2 separate regions of the Gasterosteus aculeatus genome follow, and region 1 is linked to region 2. A link is a contact called in public Hi-C data. All regions are on one chromosome and are shown on one strand. Each heading gives the region's core, a stretch centred on a gene start, on an enhancer-like site or on the middle of the called end of the contact. The rest is flanking DNA. Distances are from core to core; before and after follow the strand shown.

The links. A called contact is a pair of places that touch in the nucleus more often than the background predicts.
Region 1: a Hi-C map of whole body shows a contact between it and region 2, with 2.8 times the contacts expected there. The contact joins the enhancer-like site here to the promoter of carmil3 in region 2. A contact is called at or near these places in 3 of 6 Hi-C or Micro-C datasets (skeletal muscle, tail fin and whole body).

What each region holds. Positions count from the first base shown.
Region 1 is chr3:3,330,323-3,337,224 of fGasAcu3.hap1.1, forward strand. carmil3 (capping protein regulator and myosin 1 linker 3) reads left to right here. Exons shown (of 40, transcript XM_078098710.1): 33 at 1,839-1,958; 34 at 3,036-3,195; 35 at 3,756-4,116; 36 at 4,653-4,762; 37 at 4,851-5,052; 38 at 5,254-5,322; 39 at 5,595-5,705. Among protein-coding and RNA genes, the nearest start is that of LOC144405483, 15 kb to the right of the region's middle. Within about 2 kb of position 4,034, at least 4 of the 9 cell types and tissues checked have open chromatin away from gene starts, as enhancers often do.
Region 2 is chr3:3,271,604-3,277,983 of fGasAcu3.hap1.1, forward strand. carmil3 (capping protein regulator and myosin 1 linker 3) reads left to right here and starts at 2,963. Exons shown (of 40, transcript XM_078098710.1): 1 at 2,963-3,121; 2 at 5,082-5,176. The coding sequence starts at 3,070.

The DNA.
Region 1 (6,902 bases), core at 2,784-5,283, 60 kb after region 2:
TGGCAATGTTGACAACCAGCATGAATATTGACTCTTTTAAAGCCTCCAGCTATGAAAGGAAAGTGCAGTTTCATTTCAGTCTGCCTAAACTGACTTACTGTTTTTATCACAATTATTGGATAAACATCTCATAATCATTCAAAAATGTTCTAATTACAATATGCTAAGTTAAAATTATGATTATAGAATTCATAATTAAGGGAGAACGTTTCAGTTTGTTTGTTTTCTTCCTTAGAACATTGAAAAACAATTATCAATCAGTTAAAATGATCAGTGTGAAATGGGACAGAATTATTTCACTAAGTGAATAATAGAAATCTGCGGCCTTTACAAATGGGGTAGTCTTTCTTTACTCTTTAAACGCATTTAGCTTTGTATGAAGCTGCCGATGCTTTTAGTGGGCGAGACTCTTTGTACATCGGCTCTAGACACAAACTCACAAACAATAAAGCAGCCTCCTGCACCAACGACTGATGTTCCAGCTCCCCTCCGTAAGAGGTGTTCTTTCTGCGTGCTACTCACACACATGCACATGCAGAACAACGGGTATATTCAATGTCCTTGTCCGTGCTTTTATGCTCTCATGTCCTGTAGTGGGGGCAAAGATGAATGGACAGCATGCCTCTCAAGCACTTTGGCGATGTAGTGGAGTCTGTTTTGCATGGAGGCCTAATTTGTAGCTCTATTTGTCCAATAACCAGAACAAACCGTAATATGAAATAAATCATCTTGTTTACTGTCACAATCTGTCCTGCTGTTTACGGGCTCATTTTCTTTGGAGCTGTGGTCTTGCGCTGTATTAGAGACCTTACTGGCTGCCTGTGAAAACCGATCTGCGGCAAAGCAATTATATACTGAACAAACACAACTGTTTGCTTTCATGAAAACAACAGCAACCACAAAGCTCCACCAAGCAGACCAATCTTTTAGCACAGTGTTTTGGTCTTTTTCTATTTTGGTTCACTAATTGTTCCTAGCTGTAAACACAGTGGACTCATTAGCAGCTAGTCAGATATGTCCTTCAGGAGGACGGGGAGACCATGAACTCTGAAAGGTTTGAAAAAGGGTGATATTGGCTGCCTCAGAAACTTCAACTGCTAATGCTTATGTTCTGAAGGGTTGATAAATAGTTTGTGTTCCATGGTGATTCAACGTGTACATTATACTATATGTTAACGCCGTGTTGTGACGAAGCAGCACTTTGTCTACCTGTCAAAGTCTGATTTTAGGGTGTTACTTCAGTAATAAGAGTCATTATGAGCATTTTCAAGTATTTGCCAAAAACGTAGCTTCTCTACCGTCAGGCCAATATTGCAAATCATTCAATATTGTATTATCATTATTAGTAGTACAATAGGTGGAGACTTTTGAGTTGTTCTAACAACAATAAAAACACGTTCAAGGTCAACGTTAAGCGAGCAATTTATTAACATCTTACTTTAATTGTGTATATCATCAACTGGACGGTTTTGATTGTAATATAATGATGCATGGCTTAAGATTATGCCAATTGAACATTACTGACTAATGGAACCACATGAAAATAGTATTTCATTAACAGTTACAAGTTCACATGACAGCATGTGTTTAATGCTCACCAGCAGGGCATGAAAAAGATTCATTGAGGCAGAATAAACCGCCTGCTGCCGTCTGTCTCGCATATTAAACCATCTGCACACGTCCACTCAAACTGCAACGTTAAGGCCAAATGGTCCGTTGACATAAGTGGTCAATGGCTAGTTGGCAGTAATTCTACAGATGAATCCAGATGTATCCATAATACACAATCTATCCTCTTTTAATCTGCTGTCTTTACCCCCCCCCCCCTTCTCCTTCAGTCAGTTGACCTACCTACATCAGGGCCAGTCGCTGAGGAGAAAGAAGAGACGCAGCGTTTTGTCCATTTTCTCCGGCTTCCGCAAGAACCGCAACTCCACCATCTCCAATCAGGACTCAGAGTGAGTGTGCGGCGTGGTGGAGGGAGGGGGCGAGAGTGACCCCACCCAGTGCACAGACCCAGAGGAGGAGACCGCTGTGGAAGGGATCCGGCGGTGGCCGCTGACGTCACTTCATTGCCTTATAAATATTTTAATGGGAGAAAATATTTTGCTGTCTCCTACTGAACTCTGTGTTGCGTTGCATTCGTTGACACTGCCGTTACATAACGGCACCCATGGTTTAGGAAACCATCGACAGCAGCATTGCAGGGAGGAGAAACCCACCGATTAATAACTCAGTAGGTGTTTTTGTAAAGAAAAGGGCACTCAGTGAAAGCTGTGTATGCATCTTAACAGACTGAGGTGCTTACAAATTGAACTCAAAAGTTGTGACCTAAAAGTGGTGACGCGGCTGCGGCGCTGGACTGGCTGCAGGTTGTTGCTAAGCACTCCACATTGTTCATTGTTGTGTTCACTCACGCCGCCTCCTGCACACAATCCTTTTGTCTTCAAGGATTGTATTTATTATTGATGCCATCTTTTATTTATTGTCATAATGCAGCACGCAATGCAGCATGCAACACAGGGACTTACAACAAAATGCACTTGTAGCCCGTTTCTAACAAAGGAGGAACATGACTGCTAAACACAACGGTAGAGCAATCCTGGAGGAAATTGCAGCAAACATTTTAACATCAAAAATTGTGACATCGTGAAACATTGTCCTGTTCACCAAGCATCATTAATGGTAACACAGAGTCCTCCACCTCCAAGTCTCATTTCATCTGTCTCACTTTCCTGCGGCCGTTCAGGCTGTGTGGCGGAGTGGCCTCCGATCCTAGCCGGGTTAGCTTAGTTTCTACCTCTTCTCCCGATTATAGAGACATTTATCATACACATATTTTTTAATGCCGAGTACGGATTGTTAAGGCACAATGTATTTGTGACGTAGTAACAGGCCAATTAGCTCACCAAGCACTTCCTCATATCACCCTGTGCCCCTCGGGTCAAACCTCAAACAAATAAATGTGCATAGATGTGATTCACTCATCACAATCTACAGGGTTTTTTTTTGTGTGTATGTGTGTGCTCCAGCAGCACCTCAGAGAACGTCTACTCAATGATCCAGCACACCAAGGAGGCGGGAAGGCCAGAGAGCACGCTTCCTGGAGCCAACGGGACCATGCCCTTGCCTGGGCCCGTGCAGAGTGTACCTGTGCACGGGATGAGGGCCGCTAGTCCCTCCGTCCAAAGACAGGTGGGCTGTTTAGGGCTGTCACAGTGACAAATTCCAACCACTTCACTACTGACGGAGAATCCTGAATCCTTTCAACGCACAGTGTCACTCCGCGTGTGTGTGTCTCCGATGTACAAATGGACCAAACCGTTTGGCACATGTTGCGGTGTTTCCCTGTGGAATAGTGCACCATCCTGCCGGTAGTAAATGCACATGTGCAAAGATTTTCTGCCAAGGTGTATAGATGTTCCCGGTCTTTATCTGTGTTGGACATGTGTAGCTTTTTAGAAAAGTGGCCTATTTTCAAATCTCTGTTTGGATCTGCAGGATCCTCACTGAGCCTTGAGAGGCTTTGACATCCCCGTAAAAATGAAGGATAATTTAATTTTAGTGTAATTGAATTCACTAGAATTATTAAATATTAATCGTAGCCCTCACTCTCATGGCGGTTTCCACCAGGCTAGACGGTTAAATGCCTCAGTATGTCATGGAAGACCGAGAAACCAAGACACTATATTATAAGGTATGTGACTTCGGTTCGAGGACTCATCTATCTTTTCTTTTGTCTTTTTCTTGTCCAGTCCACAGACCTGGTCAGCATGGTGTACAGTTGCATCGGGGCAGACATCGAGGACTCCGATGGGAGCAGCACCTGCAACATTAAAGAGATGGACCAAGACACGGACCGAACCACCACCATCTCCGACGTGCCTGCAGACTCTCGAACGAACGGCCACGTGGCATCCTCCAAACACCAGACTGACAGGCAGATGGAGAAGGGCAGGCAGGAGAGGATCGTACCCCTGACGGACCCGAGGGCTGACGCGGAGGAGGACAGAGAGGGCGCTGTGGTCCCCTGTGGGCCGAGGCCTGAGCCGCCTCCACAGTGCATCAAGCCGAGTGTGGCTGCGATGAGGCAGAGACACCTGCAGGAGAGTTTAGGTACTGCATCTGAGACAGAAAGTGATGTTATATGATGGTTCTCCCTCAGAGTACAGCAGAGTATCATATTTATTTATCTTAACAGCTTCCCTGGTTGTTAGATGCTGTCCAACTATCACGATGGTGGCAAAACAAATTTATTTACTCTGTGGTTCCGATGCCATTAAGACATCGGTAAAATAGCTGGAGGCCGGCACGGGTCATCGCTTAAAATCAATGAGGAAATCTTCAACTTGACATTTGAAATAACATCATCAAGCAAAGATCTGATAAGTGACGACCCTTTCGCTGGTTATCATATGCATAGCCTTTTGTGTTAAAGTTGTAAAAAGCACTTAACATAGAAATGTTAAACATTGTAGACGCTTCATTGTTTATTTATCCTTTCGTTTTGGTTTGTGCTTCATATGTCTGGCAGTGATTTCTTACATTTCCAGTGACAGCATGGACGGGCTCCTCGGTCAGGCTGTGTTTGTTTTTTTTTTTACTGGCGGCTCATTTTTAAGACTCTGCTGGCTGTGTTTCTGTCTCTCCAGAGGAGGCAGGGAGGCTGCAAGGAGAAGAAGACGAGGGTGAAAGGAAGCAGCAGGAGGAGAAGCCGACAGCGCGAGGGCCAGAGGGACAGCGTCCTCTGGTTCCCAGTAAGGTTTGTGTACAGCGTGTTAAATACACACAGCCAAACATCTGCTTCCCACTCAAACACTGTGACTCGCGACCTCTCAACCCTCCCACAGCCCGGTCACCTCTCGAGAGACCACACCTCTCCGGAACCCCCTCCCGACACCTTCCCCGTGAGTCCGGGGGAGGAATCCAGCGATGAGCGGAGGAGCTTGGCTAGCGCTCCGCCAATCAGTCAAGAGGAGGGAGCTGCCGAGAGGAGGAGCCCACCCCCGTCAGCCACGCCGTGGACAGAAGCGGCAGATCCTTTCAGTCCAGGTGCTGTAACAACTTTACTGTGTTATGTGTTAGATAACAAACATTTGAGTTTTACTAGTAGAAAGTGGCCATAATTATACAGTATACATCGTACTATCTGATATGATGACATCCTTAAGTCCATTTAGACAGAATATAATAATAATAATATAAGATGATAATGGCGACCTTCTTTTCTTTTATCACCATTTCACTAACCAGATGAAGAAGGTCATAATGGATTTCCAGCAACTTTGCGTCACACCAGGAAGTCCAACTCATTTGACATAGGTACTGTATGACTGCTGCTGCCCCATCTGTTGCACACATCATGATGAACGCAGCATGCATGCTGGTTAGTTTTACGCATGGACGTCTGAGGCGGATGCACATCTCGCTGTTTTTAATTCATTCAAAACAAGCCTTTGTGTCTTATTATCACAAGAAAAGCAGCGTGAGTCTCTTTATTGCCCGTAAAGCTTCCTGGCTCCTTCATCCTACGCCCCCTTTTTTTATTCCCCCACCCCCCCTCTTGTGTGTGTTGTCGTGCCATTTCCCCTCAGGCACGGAGCGGGACAGCCCCTACGATCTGAAGACGTCCTCAGATCGCAGGATCCAGGCCCGTTTCCCCCAATACAGAAACAGATCTCTGGACTGCCCTGCTGGGACCAGGTGTATGTACCTGTTTCACTTTCTGCCAATATGTGTGGTGTGATGACCATGGAACTGGGGAATTTTTCACCCTGAAGTTTTCGATGGGTTTATCTCAAAACAACGATTTCTTGCTGATATGTGTACAGTTTTAATTTGATTAAATGTTGTGAGAAATTCGGTTTATGAAGTCAATTCAAATCCCCAGAAGAAGTTGTGTACAGCTTTATTGTATGACTCAACTTCTGAAGAAAAAGCTCAATTATAGACTTTTCAGTACTTGGCTGAGTCACACCCGACATATTGAAAGCATGCTTGTTCCGCTATTTTAAGACTGGCTGACCAGAGAAAGAACTAAAACAATATTTCCAAGATATGATTTGGCAGTTTTCCAGAAAAGTCTTGGCACAGCCTGCAGCCTGGATGAGCCTGCTATTAAACTAGAACCCCTCCCATCCTTTTACAGTACTGATGAATCCCTCCTGCTTTAATTCAAACTGATACTATTTTGCATTACTCAGGTAATGTGCGGCCACGTGTAGCTGACAGGTCATCAGTTTCTACGCTGAGCCGCTTGGTATTGAAGATATAGAACGCCTGAGGCCAAACCACTGGCCGTTGCCTCTGTGATACTGAAGTGTGTATCAGAAAGCTCAAAATCACAATCGTAAAAAGGTCCACATGTCAGAGATGATGACACAAAAGCCTTCTACGTAGAAAGTGCTGAAGCGGCGTCTGGTTACAATTTAGACGGGCTGAAGTCCTCTTCATCCTATGGACAATGGGCACGCTGTCACACTATGAAAGGAAACCACAAGTGAAATCCAAGCGTTGAGCTAAATAGAAGCAATGGCTCGATAACCCATTTTTCAATGACCAAGTGGGAGCATCATTTACTGAACAGCACGCTGTGCTCAATATGACGAAACTGAGGCTATAAGTGATGTTTACAATGCTGGCTAAGGTAATAAATAAATTGAGAAGCAGGGTTATTTTCTCATTAACTTCTGAACAATTGCTTTTTTTTGCTGTTACAGGAGTCGCCCCCTGCTGACCAATAGAAACAATGCAGGGTTTAAGTTCCTCATTGCTGATCTGGATGTTGCCTCCTGCTACAAACATATGTGACTGGCAGTATTATCACCTTATGAGACTGATGTGGAAAACACGTTGGCAACCATAGAACAACATTAAATGTTTTTACATGTTTTTCATGTAAA
Region 2 (6,380 bases), core at 1,713-4,212:
TGGCAGCTGCTGGCGCTGTTACATACGCTGGCTGTTATGGAAGTGGGTGCCAGAGTGCTTCGCACTCCTCTTCTTCTCCCTCTCTGAGTGAAGCTGCGATATGTGAATCGTTCCACTTGTCCAACCTTGCAAAGGTTGTCCAGTTATTTCACTCTATTGTCGGGATAACAGTTGTTTTCCCTCCAGTGTGAAACATTCTATAACCCCTCCCTTTAATGTATAGAGTATGTTTTTCGACTACATGTTACAATAGTACTTTTGGGACAAATCAAGTAGAGCAAAAACATATTTTCAACAAAAAGTGTTCTTTGTAGTTTCACACACACACACACAAGCCTTGTCTGCTTCAAACACATAGCTGTCTGAGCAGTAAAAAGCTTTTATGTCATGCCAGCACAGGGACTACCTAGACCAAGTAGTAATTGAGGGCATATTGAGCATCTCGACTCTATGAAATGCTGCACTGATGAATAAATAATGGCACGTCCTTTCAAGTGCATCTTTGAACAGCGCTGAAGTTTTTAACCCGATCCAATCTGGCTATAGGCCCTGCACGCACACACACACACACACACACACACACACAACCATGAAACTCCTATTCCTGTTGATTATTTCTTGGTACCCCTGCGACATCCCCCTCCCCCCTGTCTCTGGCATAATGCCCCCCACTAAGTCTTCTTTCATCACTGTAAAGTATCAGTGGGACGCAGACACAAAGGACTCACACAGACATGCGCAAACTCACACAGACGCATGCATGCATTTGCATTTGCATGTTTGTTGCTTGTTAGGGCCAACTTCTGAGTGTATAAATGACCACAGACACAGCTGCACCCTCCAACCACCCATTCATCAGTGTCGTCATGTGAACAATTGTCATGGCAGGATGGTGGTGTGTGGGACTGAAATGGTTAATAAAATCCTGGTCTAATTCTGGCTTTCTGTATGAACAAAAAAAAGACCCAGCTGAACTGTGTTGCATAAGCAATGACAAGTGGCAGCCACTCAGATGAGGGGGTGAATCATACATCAGTGTTACAGCTTAAGCTTCAACCTGGTCTCAGTTCTACCTCCCAAAACCCATCTCAGTCGTAAGTGGTGATCTCGCAATTCCCGAGGAGGAAGGCACCGAATAAAACGGTTTGATATATGACTCCATTCCACTTCACATCATTACAGAAATATTGCCATGAAAACACATGTATCACAAAAAGCATCAAATCTACTTTCTGCTTCAACACAATAGAAACATTACTTTCACGTGAAGAGATATTTAAGATTCCTTCAAATCACATATTTTCTCTTAACAAATAGGCAGACACAGGGGAATATGGGAATGCAAGTAAATGCTTTGACTCTGTAAAGCCTTTCTATTGATCTAACCATGAATATTTTGAAGATCGAGTGTTCAAAATTGTTCTGACAATGCAGGTTTACCTTCAGTGGTCCACCAGGAAATTAAAAAGCCAGGTTTACTGACCTCACACTAGTATTTCCATTACAGAATCTGCTCGTCTTACTGCTCATATTTTGGAGGTCATTTAGCGTCAATAAAATCATTGAAATTCATTTTTCAACTGTTGGTGTTGTAAGGTGCAATTTAACTTTGCTTCTAGGATGAAACTCTTTTGTTGGCATAGAAATATAACTGTTGTAATTGAATTGCATGTGCATTTCTGTTGATTGTGCTTAGTTTTCTGTCTTTCTGCCATTTTTAATTAACCTAAATATTAATCCAGCCTATTTTGGACAGAACACACTTGAAAGAGATGAAGGTTCAATACAAAAACATTATGGATGAATAAAGTCTTCACTATTTCTTAAATAAGTCAAACATTCTGATATATATAATCCAATATGTACATTTAATACAGTACAATACAACCAATTAATCATGAAACAGTTAAATCTATTCAAAAACTACAATTGTCATAATATTTTCACAATAGTAGTTTTATTGGAGTTCACTTTTATTTCAAAATACAGACATTGAAAAGCTTTTTTTTAATTTCATGACCCTGTTCGTGACAGTTGGCCGTCATCAGGAACTGCCCCCCTCAGCCTTTCAGCCAATCACATGTGCCCTTGGGCTCCGAGCAGATTCATTTATTACTAATGGCGCCCGCTTCTCCAATTTAGTCCTAATATCCAAAGTAAAATCCTCTGTCGGTGCCTGAAACCACTCTTCATAGTCAAAGTAATGAATGCGTGAACGCCACAGTGGTCTCAGGTAATGTTAGTCTATGTGTGTCTTTACTCTTCGCCGAGTTGATTCTTTGAGAACGTCTTTGGAATCAAAGCGCTGCGTTTACACGGAATTGGCCCTTTAACTGTTACCTGCTAATGTTTTCGCTTTCTCTTCATTTTAATTCTGTGTTTTAAATATAAAGTAACTATAAAACCAAGCTAGCTAGGTAAGGAAGCACGTCTAGCGTTGTTATGCTAAATGTGCACTACACATTGTTCGTAGATTGAAGCTAACGGTAGCCACGTTAGCTTCCGCTATTGACGGTCAAGTGACAGGTGAAGGGGGCGTGGCCAGGTGACAACTTCACTGTGACATTAGGGAAAATTGGTTCTTAAAGTATTTACTTTTGATTTAATTAAAAAACAACTGAAAAATTATTAATTTATGTATGTATTTATTCAAGAAAAAAATACAGCGGCAAACTGTTCCTTTAGTGAAACGCTCCTTCATTGTTTTTTTTGACCGATCGTTCTAATTACTGCCATTCTGATTTACTAACTCGCCGCGTTGGATTTTCATTACCGCCGTTTTCTTTATTGTTTATGCATCCCAGATCCTTTCTAGCCAGTCAACCGATCCTCCTCAAACTAATTAAACTACAGACGAGCATCAATGAATCCGCCTCTGTGCTGAGTAAGTCCTCTCTCTCTCTCTCTCTCTCTCTCTCTCTCTCTCTCTCTCTCTCTCTCTCTCTCTCTCTCTCTCTACTGCGCGCTACAGGATCGCTGCGCGCCTCCACTCAGTCGGGACTGTTGCTTTGGCCGCAGCACCTGCAGGCGCGGAGAGGCGATAACATAAAGGGGAGGGGAGGAGGAACCATGGCCGCAAAGGAGACTTCAACGACGGGCTCCGTCAGCAGAGAAATTACAGGTAAGCACCATCCCGAGTTCCTTGTTTTTTAGTTCGCTTTTTAACTCGGATGTTTTTGCCGCAGGAAAATGCGTCCGGAGAGATCATGAACCCATCGGAGCGATTGATTTGTAAAAAGAAGGGGGGGGGGGGGTCAGAGTTATTTTCTTGATGCAAAAGTGATGCTGCGAGTTTTCATCTCGTGCGCGTGGGAGTTACAGCAAGACTGAGCGCTTCAACGTGCAGCGTGGGTTCAGCTCTCTGCGTAGACAATGCACATACAACACACACATGCGTACACGTTGATGCGCGTCTCTCACTGCTGGTCCAGACGCGAGTTAAATCCCGCTGGTCAAGCTCCGTCTGTCTGGTGTTAAGAGCAGGAGGGATTTACAACGGCGACACACCTGCCAGGGGGGAGGGGCAAGACCTGGAAGGGGGATTTGGGTTTATGATAACTAGGTAGGGGGGCTCAGATTCATTAAATTGTAAAAGAAGTTTGTGGGGATATGAGATGGGATTTAAGTGGAAAAGAGGAGGACTGACCCATCCTACTTCATCTCCTTCCTCTTCCTCCCTTCTCCTGCCCCTCTTCACCCTGGTCCTGGGGGCCGGTGCTGAGGTCAAGCCAACAGGCCTCGGGGGCGTCACGGAGTGTGTTGAAAGGTTTAAGCGATTGGTTCTTATACAGCTTAATGTCAATAACTCTCTGTTTGTCTTCAGCTGATCCCTCCTTCGATCTGCCGGTGTGATCCACAGCCCCCCCCCCCTCCCCACCACACACAACACACACACACACACACACACACACACACACACACACACACACACACACACACACACACGCACACACTACTCCATCCACAACCTCGTCCTCGGGTGGATAGGCAACTTCATGGGTTGCTGGATGTCGAATAGTGATAGCTCTGGGTTGTGCAGCACTCACGTCGAAAGAGAGTTGTTTAGATTGTGACACGATGGAGTGTCTTGACACAGCTTGATCTCCATCTGGTGCCCCCCCCTCCGCTTGATATGTGAATATTCACACATCCGGCAGACATATGTGCGTGTTTGCAGGATATAGGTTGCGTTGTGTTTGTGAATACAGGAGCATTTTGTGTTATGTTGGTTGTGGTGGAAAAGATGTAAATGGAGGAGGCCTCCGGTGCGGTTCACTGAGCTTCAGCAGGACAATGTTGTGGGGTGGAGCAGAAGCCTCTAAAGATGCAGCGATAGGTCTCCATTGAGATCAACCGGGCTACTCCTTTTTTTTCTTCTCTAAGGCTAAAAATAACCATGAGTCCCCCTCAGCTGGAGGTGTGTTTGTGCATTTATAAGTGTGTGTATGTGTCTGATGTCCTCAAGTTTGTGTCTGTGCAGCCATCTACTGCTCTTTGGGCCTGCTCACTCCAGTGCGGCTGTCATTAAATCCACCGGTCCAACATCACCTTCGACGCGGCGTTTTCACTGAGACATCGACACATTTTTCTAAAATTGAACAGCCGGATCTTACTGCAGTTATGAAATTCAGCGGTTCCCTTTTGCACGGTCTCGCTGAGCTGTAGGCAGAATGTTGAGCACCATGGCAACCCCTCGTGCACATTATTGCCTTACTTATCAATATTTGCTAGCAATTACTCTTTGTTGTCACAACAGGAGCACAATTGTCTTCTGTTGTTGCACTGGGTGACTTTCTTAATAGTAATAGGAAGTGTCACCATGTAAGCTCACACATAGAGGAATGACCTAATAGGCCATGTTGCGAGGATCAAAGTGGAGCCCTGCTATCTGAGCAGCTTTATATCCTGAGTTCACAGAATTTGTGTCAAATCGGTGCATCCTTCATATTTCTCCACATTTATGCATTCAATTTATTTTACCTGCCTCATTTTTCACCCAGCTGTACACAGGAATTTGTGGTTTTCCACCGTAACAACAACAACTTCTGATATTATGTCATTTTCTCCCCTCGTACCTCCAGAGAGCGTCAGGAAGGCGCTGGACAAGCAGGCTGTTAAGTTTGTGCGAGCCATCAAGCAGGACACCAGAAGCGGCAAAACAGAGGACAGGATTCTGGTGAGGCCAACACCCTTAAACCCCCCCTGTCTTCCCTCACACCAGGTCACCTGAAACCGTCTCTCATTGTTAAAGTGAAAGCGTCTTTGCGCATGAGGTGTGGAAGGGAATGGCCCCTGAAAATGGAAATCAATGTAAGTTAATGCGACAAATTGGAAGAGCCGTAAGAAGCCACAGATTACTCCAACAGACGCGGTGGAAATCGGGCTTAAGACAGATGCTGCCTAAGCAGAGTGAAGTGGACGTGGCCTACTGAGTCCGTCCTCACTGTTTATTAGATGTGGCAGGATGGCCCTAATGCCACAGACGTGTGTGTGTGTGTGTGTGCGCGTGCGTGCGTGCGTGCGCGTGTGCGCGCGCGTGCGTGCGTGCAGTTCACATGGGTTACATACTGAGGCTCCTTCCTGTACATACATTAGTTTGACCCAAAGGAGAGGGGTGTATGCCAGAGGACGTGTGGTCCACCTGCGACGTGTTCATGGAGCTGCTTACTGCTCTGCTGTTGGTCTGAAATGGTCAATTAGGCGGCCGTGCTGGTGGCCGATGGGCGAGCAAATCAAAACCACTAATCAGTGCTTCTCTCAGTTTTTAGGTCTCTGCTATTGTTTTGTCTTCCCCGTCTCCCTCCACCCCTCCATCCATTTCCATCATAATCACCCCCCCCCCCTTCTATTTTTGCCATCTCCTCTCTTTGTTTCCTCTCCCTCCCTCCTTATCTGTCCATCTCGATTATTCTCTTCTTTGTCATCACCCCCCCATCCCCCTACAACTCCTCTCTCTTTTTCTCTCCCCTCCATATTTACTCAAACCCAGAGAAGGGTATCAAGCTCCGCTTTCCATCAGATGCAATTCAATTAGGAACTCTGTCTTATGAGAGATTTTTTTAATATCCAAATGGGCTTGGGCCAAATTCCTTCAGGAGAAAGGAGGAGAGAGGGGCGGGTGGGGGGTATAAGTGTTCATTCTAGCTCCTTGTCAAGAGCACTGCTCTTAAAGGCAATCTTCTGACTCTAATGGGTACATTTGTTTGGATACACAAAGGCTGAACAGATGAGGGGATTTGCAGTTTGGAGACTTTGTTTTGTGCACAGAAACAATCACTCAAGGTGGAAAACATCCCTGATGATAGTTGGAAAAAGATGAATCATTGAGGATTGTGGAGGAGATATGGAGGTGAGTTTCAGTCTCGCTTTTCCAAGCCTGA